Linked DNA regions of Sus scrofa: region 2 is linked to region 1. The links are chromatin contacts, called in public targeted proximity ligation maps. All regions are on one chromosome and are shown on one strand. The core of a region is the stretch at or near the end of the contact, and the rest is flanking DNA. Distances in the headings are between cores, read along the strand shown. Region 1 overlaps LOC110260338 (a long non-coding RNA gene). Region 2 overlaps MAB21L3 (protein mab-21-like 3).

Region 1 (3,796 bases), core at 167-2,666:
TTTTCAAGCCGTCAGAGGCGGCCCTCCTCTTCCCATCCTCGTCCCAGCCCCACCTGTGCCCTCAAATCAACACCACCACCATCCTCAAGCATCTCTAGACCAAGCTTGTCTGAGAAACGGAAGCCTGTGGACATAGTGGGATCTGTGTGCACATCCCAGCGTGCTTCTCTCCACAAAACTTGTTCTAATTTGGCATCAGCTAGCTCTCTTTTAGAAAGTGGTTCTGTGCTAGAAGATACTTAAGAAAAAAACAAGTGAACGAGATCTGTTTACATCAGAGTCAAGTCAAAGAACACCGCCTTCCTGCTTCCAAAGAGGTGGATGGAGTAAACGGCCCCTCAGCGCTGGCCTGAGTGCTGCTTACCCATACATCAAGACCATCCAGGCTTCGTGCAGACATAATAAGTAGGGGGGGGGGTCCTTATTTCTAGCTCCAATCATCATGATCTGCCAGGTGATCAGAGACTGGGTTCAAGTTGGTTTTACTTCTCTGAAAAGCTTAGTGCATTGTTCACCCTTCTGTGCTGCTCACTGGTAAGTTGTGTAGACAGGAAGGGAACAGGTGATTCCCAGACACTCACCGGGCATTGCCCCAGCCTATCCCTCTAGGGGAACTGGGAGGGCAGGGTGGTCTCTGCCTTCTTAGTCCAATCCGCCAGCTCTTTCTCGGGACGTTTCTTCCAGAATGGCCTCTATACCTGCAGGCAAATCATTTTTAAAGAAAGTGGTTTGTTCAGACCAACATAAGGAGCCAGGATAAAGCTAAGAGCTAAGATCCCAGGCCCAGAGGGCAGGGAGACAGTGGATACTGGGGCCCCCTGAGGACGGCGGTTCAGGGCACCCATGGTGCCGTGTGCTTACACTGGCACGGCCTTGTCGGAGGCATGCCCTCCCCTCCCCTCCTCCCCACACGCCTGTCTTCTGGCTCCCCTGGACCGCTGCCCAGTGAACGCACTAATGAAGGTCATGGGTATTCCCTGTCTTCAAGGCATGTGAAGCAGCCTGGGAGTGTAGACGTGAGGTGACCCCGGCCAGCTTCCTGGCCAGCGCTCCTCAGCCACCCTGGACTTGGGGTGGATGGGGGGTAGGGTAGAGCAGGACGAGGACAGGCCAGAACCCCGCCCTCTTTCCGCCAGACTATCTCTGCCTTTTTCTGTTCCACAGTCCTTTGAATAAAAACTTTCCCAGCCAAACGTTTGATCTACAGGCCTCAGATAAGGGACAGGAAACCTGGCCCCAAGCCAAGCCTGAAGGGCCAGATCTTTCCAAGCTTCCTCCAGGCAGCAAGTTTCTGGGCCTCCTTTCACCCTTTGAGACTCAAACTCTGACGTCAGCCTGTCAGTGGGGGCTAAAACTTGCTCCAGAAGGGAAACAGCTCCTATAGACTGACCCCAGCCCCCGTCTGCCCCAACACATCACCACCTGAGCCCTCCGGACCCAGCCCAGGCACCTCTTGAGCCCTGACCGCATGTGCCCTGGGCCACCTCATTATCTCAGCTCTTGCCTTTCAGTGTCCTTACTGGTTGCTGGTGTCTTTAGCCATCGCCTTCCTTTCAGGGACAGGCTCTTAAGAGCAGGAACCATCTTCTTGCCTCTGCTCGCTCACCGCCTGTCATCCCTGCACCACCTCCTGCTGGCTCCCATTAGCACTGGTCCACCTCAACTGTCCTGGTGGCGGTCACCACTGTTTGTTCATCCACTGGACACCCCCCAAGTCCTCCCCCGGCCTCTCCAGCACCTGTGATTCCATCACACGCTTCCTGATCACAGCCATCTTACCTTTCCATTGTCACCTCTGCCCATTCCTTACCCTGTACCTCATCTTCACCTGCCCCTGGGCTGCTAGTTTCCTCGGAGAGGTCCCCACCCCTCTCCTGACTCATATTCAGCCTGGGGTCTCACAATCAACCACCTACGTGATGCGTTGCAACTCTCCAGGCTGGTCCCCCCTCCTGAGCCCCAGTCCTGTAAATCCGGTTGTCGCCTTGACATCTGTATTTGTTCAGAAAGAGCACAGCACACTGTAGTCTCAGCCCCAGTGACAAACCTGAGTTTGAGCTCCCTCAAAAGCGACCTGCTGTAGGCGATGACATCTGTCACCCTGCTTCCCACTTCAGAACCCTGGAAGTCACCGAGGCACCTCGCTCTGACTTTGCTGCTGCCTCATTACCCCACCCATCACCAAATCCCCAACATCTGCTGGTTCCAGTGTGTGGCTGAGAACACGGGCTTTGTGTCATAAAAGCCTGGACACAGTGGCCCTGTCACCGACTGGCCATGGGCACAGAATTTAGTTTTGTGTTTTTGTTTTTGTCTTTTTGCCTTTTCTAGGGCCCCTCCTGCAGCATATGGAGGTTCCCAGGCTAGGGGTCTAATTGGTGCTATAATTGCTGGCCTACACCAGAGCCACAGCAACACAGGACCCGAGCCGCATCTGTGATCTACACCACAAGCTCACGGTAACACCGGATCCTTAACCCACTGAGCGAGGCCAGGGATTGAACCCACAACCTCACAGTTCCTAGTTGGATTTGTTAACCACTGAGCCACGACGGGAACGCCCCAGAATTTAGTCTCTTTGTGCTTCACTTACTCTAGAATAAAGGTGGGGTTTCAGAGTTGTTAAAAGGATTATGTGAGCTCACACGAAGGGATCAGCACCACAGCTGGTGCTATATACACCTTTTCCTCTGCCACCACTGCCCTTCCCTTCGGGCCATCTGCAACAGCCTCCTGGGCGCTCTCCTTCTCCTCCACCTTCCTCTCAAGCAGTGGCCCTCAGAGCGTCACCTCTAGACCGGCATCACCTGGAAACTTGATAAAAACATGCATTCTGGGAGTTCCCGTCGTGGCGCAGTGGTTAACGAATCCGACTAGGAACCATGAGGTTGCGGGTTCGGTCCCTGCCCTTGCTCAGTGGGTTAAGGATCCGGCATTGCCGTGAGCTGTGGTGTAGGTCGCAGACGCGGCTCGGATCCCACGTTGCTGAGGCTCTGGCGTAGGCCAGGGGGCTACAGCTCCGATTCAACCCCTAGCCTGGGAACCTCCATATGCCGCAGGAGCAGCCCAAGAAATAGCAAAAAGACAACAACAACAAAAAAAAAAAAACAAAAAACAAACAAACAAAAAAAACATGCATTCTGATTCAGACCTGCTGAATCAGAAACTCTGGGGAGGGAAGGGAGAACCAGCCATCTGTTTGGATACACCTTACAGGTGATTCTGACGTGTGTCAAAACCTGCACACCAAAGCTCTACCCCTTCCTCCAAGCTCCACTTGGCTGCCTCTCACCATTCATGTCTTCACCCTTGACCTTGGCACACAAACCCTTCTCTGCCCAGCCCTTCAAACCCCTAGGCTGTTGTAACATGTTCCACACTGCTTCCCCTGCCATCCTACAAGTCAGTCCCCTTGGCATCCCTCTTCCAACCCAACCGTGGCCCAACCTGTATTCTCTTGGTGAATCAACTCTCCTTTCCAGGTACCATTCAGGCCTTGCTCCTTGGGAAAGGTTCAGTGCCCCCCCCCCCCCAGGCCTCTGCTTCTTGGCTTGGCTCCTTCCCAGGGAACTAGAGTTCCTGAGTACAAGGTCCAGGCCATACCCTCCCTGACATCTGGCATAGTCAGAGCTTCCGCAATGACTGAATGAATGAACGAATACTCATTATCACACTTGTTTGTAACATTTCACCCTCACCTTGAGTTTGTTTTTGGATCAGCCCTGACATGACCCAGAGGAAATGCGTGCCTAGGCTTGCCAGCAATCTATGAGTTAGGGCCTCTCTCCATCTCTCA
Region 2 (3,926 bases), core at 1,386-3,885, 240 kb before region 1:
CCTGCCCTTGACTCTCTCTGTCCACGGGCTACCATTAGGGACTGGTGGCCCTGTGATCAGGACTTGGACTCTTGAAGGAGTGAGGAGGAGCAAGAGAGGGTGAGGCACTCTGGGCTGGGCAGGCGCGGTAAAGTCCTCCACCTGCTGGGCTGGGGTGAGGAGCGGAGGAAAGAACCGGATCTGTGGCGCGGCGGCGTGGCGCTGCGCTTCTGGGCAGCAGGGGGCGCCCGCGGCTCCCTCACGCGGACCTGGGCCGCCGCAGCTCGGACCCTGGGGAAATTCCGCCTGCCGGGAGCCAGCAGCCGCGGGGGCCAGGCAGGGACACTGCGGACCTTGGCGCCGCTCCGCCCTCGCCGGCTGTCGCAGCACCCGGTCCCCGCGGCCCCGCCCGGGCGCTGCATCCACAGCTCACCCAGTGCCCAGAAAGGCTGTTCTGAGACACAGGGCGGGCTGTGCTCCCGGGGCCCGGGGCCCGCTCAGCTGCCTTCCCTGCAAGATTGGCGAGGCGGGGGGGAGAGGGAAGAAAGCTGCCGTGCTCCCACGGACCCCTTTTCCTTAGAGGATGCCTGCAGGAAAAGGAGAGGGCAAAGTAGAAACCCGGAGGCGTCCTGGTAGGAGGCTTGAGGAGAGGGTTGGGGAATGTACCAGGACCGGAAAGGACAGGATGCCAAGATGTGAACTTCCACTGTGCCGGGCACATGTGGGGAGGGCTTTGTGCTTTATCTCATTTAATCCCCCTCAGCATCCCTTTGGGGTAGATAACCTTTATCAACCCATTTTGCTGATGACCCCGTGGAGGCTGAAGGAGAAAGCGAAACTCCCCCAAGGCCACCCCTCTGGAAGCAAACCAAGCCGCTGTTTTGTGCATTTACCCTAATGAAGTTCTCACGGTGCCCGGTGCCAATGGCAGTAGAGACAGGCGGAGGCAATGCAGACGGGGACCTGGGCTCCTAGCAGAAGCCTAGGCCCTTCCTGCTGGCTCTGCTGCCTGAAGAGCCCACAGGAACGAAGGGAGCAGGGCCTGGAAGGAAGGGCTCTGGGCATAGGACACTCCTCACGTGGACAGGGGTCAAGGTCTCCAGAGGAGGGGGGGGGAGGGGGTCACATGGGACCCTGGTGGGAGTGAAAGCCACGCTTAGAATTTGCCCTGAGCTAAATTTTTCTAAGTGGCACCTTTGAACGCTGTTAAAAAAATCCTCAAAACTCACTTTCCAGGGAGTTAATCATTCACTCCCTCACAGGCCGGGTGACCTTTGCCATGTGGTTCAGCTTTTGTTTGCTTTTCTTAAAAGTCCTGGAGTTTGTAATTGGACCGATGGCCTTTCGGTGAGGAAGAAAGGAATGTGGGGTCCAGGACGAAGCTTGGTTTTTTTCCCTGCCCTCCCTTTCCCAGGAGTCTGGAAACATTTTCTCAGCGAGAGGTTATGAATTCAGGACTCAGAACAAGTTGATCATTATTTGTGGCCCTTGGGGTGGAGGTGGAGGGGGTTGCTGTAAGAGACAAAGCACGCAGAAACCAAAAAGCAAATAAAATCCAAGCCACCACCCGTCCTGCACCCAATTTCCTTCGAAGCTTGCTCTTATCTGGGTGGCAACAGAGACCATTTTATTTCCTTACGACAGTACCCTCATCAGCTTTGTACTTAGAGGCAGGCCAGGGGCTATTTTACTGGGGGGGGGGGTGCCACACCTACAGCATGCAAAAGTTTCAAGGCTAGGGATCGAACCTGTGCTACAGCAGTGACTCAGGCCACAGCAGTGACAGTGCCAGATCCCTAACCCACTGAGCCACCAGGGAGCTCTGAACTGTTGTATTTTAATTTTTCAATCACCTAAAAGTTCATTGACCTCCTGTAAGAATTAGGGAGGACAAACTGGCTGTGTGACCTTGGGCAGTCACCCAAACCGTCTAGGCCTCAGATTCCCCTTCTGTAGAGAGGAGTGAGCTCTAGGGTCCCGTCAGAGGGACCGTAATCCTGCAGGCTGCCTTAAAAGGCTCCCCAGCTCTGCTCCATGGACTATTTTTGGCTCAGTGATTAGAGGGCTTGTCAGCCACACCCATATCTCTACATTCTGACAGCTGGCTGGTCATTGTCACTACACATCCCCCTGGGCCTTCAACCTTCAGATGCCCCAAGCACACACTTGGTGCCCTCTTCTCAGCCTAACTCGTTGCCCTTTTCTCTTTCTGGCCCAGGAGCCGGGGCCTCTGTGGCCTTGCTGTCCTTCAGCTGCCATAGTCCTTCGCCTGCTGCTACCTGAGCAGGCTGGTCTTACAGGAAGTGCCCTCCCTGCATAGTCCCAGCACTTCTCCCCAGCTCAGGCCCTTGTCACCTCTCACAGGAGCGCCTGCTGCTGCCTCTAACACCCTGTTTTCACTCTCCACTCTCCCCAGATAAAGTGTCACGACTGGGTCACAGCACTAACCCCCATCTCTGGCCAGCCTCTCGCACTACAGACACTTGAATGGGTTCCTGTGACCGAGTGAACAAACACAGCCATCTGGGGCCTCCCTGAGGCAGGCCTAACCTAATCTAACCTAACCTAACCTAACCTAAGCTAACCTATCGCAGCCTAACCTAACCTAATCTAACCTAATCTAACCCAACCCCTCCACACTCCCCCTACACTTCAGCCGAACCCATGGTCCCTCACCCAGCCGGCCCCTCTTGGTCCCCACACTCCTGTTGTGTCTGGAACATCACAGCTCCCATACCTGCCTATAAAGATGACCTCCAGGCCAGGGATCAAACCCTCAGCACAGCAGTGACTAGCAAGCTAAGTGATCCTTAACCTGCTAGGCCGCCAAGGAACTCCCTAAAGTCCCCCATAATCTTGAAATCAGTTCAGGACTATTCTAGGCCCTCATACTGGATTTGTTTGGGGAACACTAAGGCAGGCTAAGGTCCCCCCACCCCCCACCCCCGGCAAAGAAGAAAGCTTCTGGATAGAGGGATATTTTAAAATATTATTTCTGAATCTATCATTCATGATTCTTGAGGAAGAGAGTCTTGAGCTCTCAGGGTAACCTTAGGCTGCCTGAGAAGCAATTGGGTTCTTTCTTACTCTTTCTTAAAATTTGTCCCCCAGGGTCATGCCTCTTCCAACCATTAGGATTTGTTGCTTCAAGCCCAGGAGCCACACAATTGACTTTGCTAGGGAGTTTCCATTGTGGCTCAGTGGTAATGAGCCTGAGTAGTATCCATGAGGATGCGGGTTTCATCCCTGGCCTCGCTCAGTGGGTTAAGGATCCGGCATTGCCATGAGCTATGGTGTAGGTTGCAGAGGTGGCTCAGATCCCGCATTGCTGTGGCTGTGGCTCCAATTTGACCCCTAGCCTGGGAGCTTCCATATGCTGAGGGCATGGCCCTAAAAGGCAAAAAAAAAAAAAAAAAAAAAAAGTGATATCCCTCAAAAGCATGCCCTGTGCCTCCTCATGCTCCCAGAAAGATCCAGATGGAGTCATCTCTTGCCCTTTGCTGTGATTTGCTGGTGCTGGTGCATGAAATGTGTGAAACGTGGCCTGTCTGTTCGCCTGCTCACCCAGCACAAGTTGTGAAGACCCTGTAAACTTCCTCCTTAGCCGCCTGCCCCTTCCAACACAGTCTCGGACTCATTTTGCCATCTTCTGTGCCTTCCAGAATTCTCTCGCCCCTGCAGCCCTCTTGCCAGCTTATTATCCCTGTGAGGCTGGTGTGGGATGACTCAGCCTTGGGAAACAGCAGCCAGAGTCAAGCCTGAGCCCACCATCACCCCAGCGAGATGTGGTTTCAGTAGGGTGACCAAGGGGAAATAAGCTAGGGTTTCCTGGTGGCTTCTAGCATTCTGGCAGAAATTCCCACAGCATCTTGAGCTGTGATTCCATTTTAATGCACGTTCTCTAAAAATGCCTTAACGATCTACTTCTCTGATGAAGAAGGGATATA

The links.
Region 2: a contact with region 1 is called in a targeted proximity ligation map of skeletal muscle, with 5 times the contacts expected there. A contact is called at or near these places in 5 of 47 Hi-C or Micro-C datasets (embryonic fibroblasts, fetal heart ventricle, liver and 1 more) and 2 of 2 datasets of targeted methods (alveolar macrophages and skeletal muscle).

The regions. Positions count from the first base shown.
Region 1 is chr4:104,349,366-104,353,161 of Sscrofa11.1, reverse strand. LOC110260338 (a long non-coding RNA gene) reads right to left here. Exons shown (of 5, transcript XR_002343472.1): 4 at 582-698. Among named protein-coding and RNA genes, the nearest start is that of ATP1A1, 33 kb to the left of the region's middle.
Region 2 is chr4:104,585,705-104,589,630 of Sscrofa11.1, reverse strand. All of the region lies in intron 6 of MAB21L3 (protein mab-21-like 3), which reads left to right. It overlaps LOC102165891 (a long non-coding RNA gene), which reads right to left and starts at 98. Exons shown (of 3, transcript XR_303163.3): 1 at 1-98.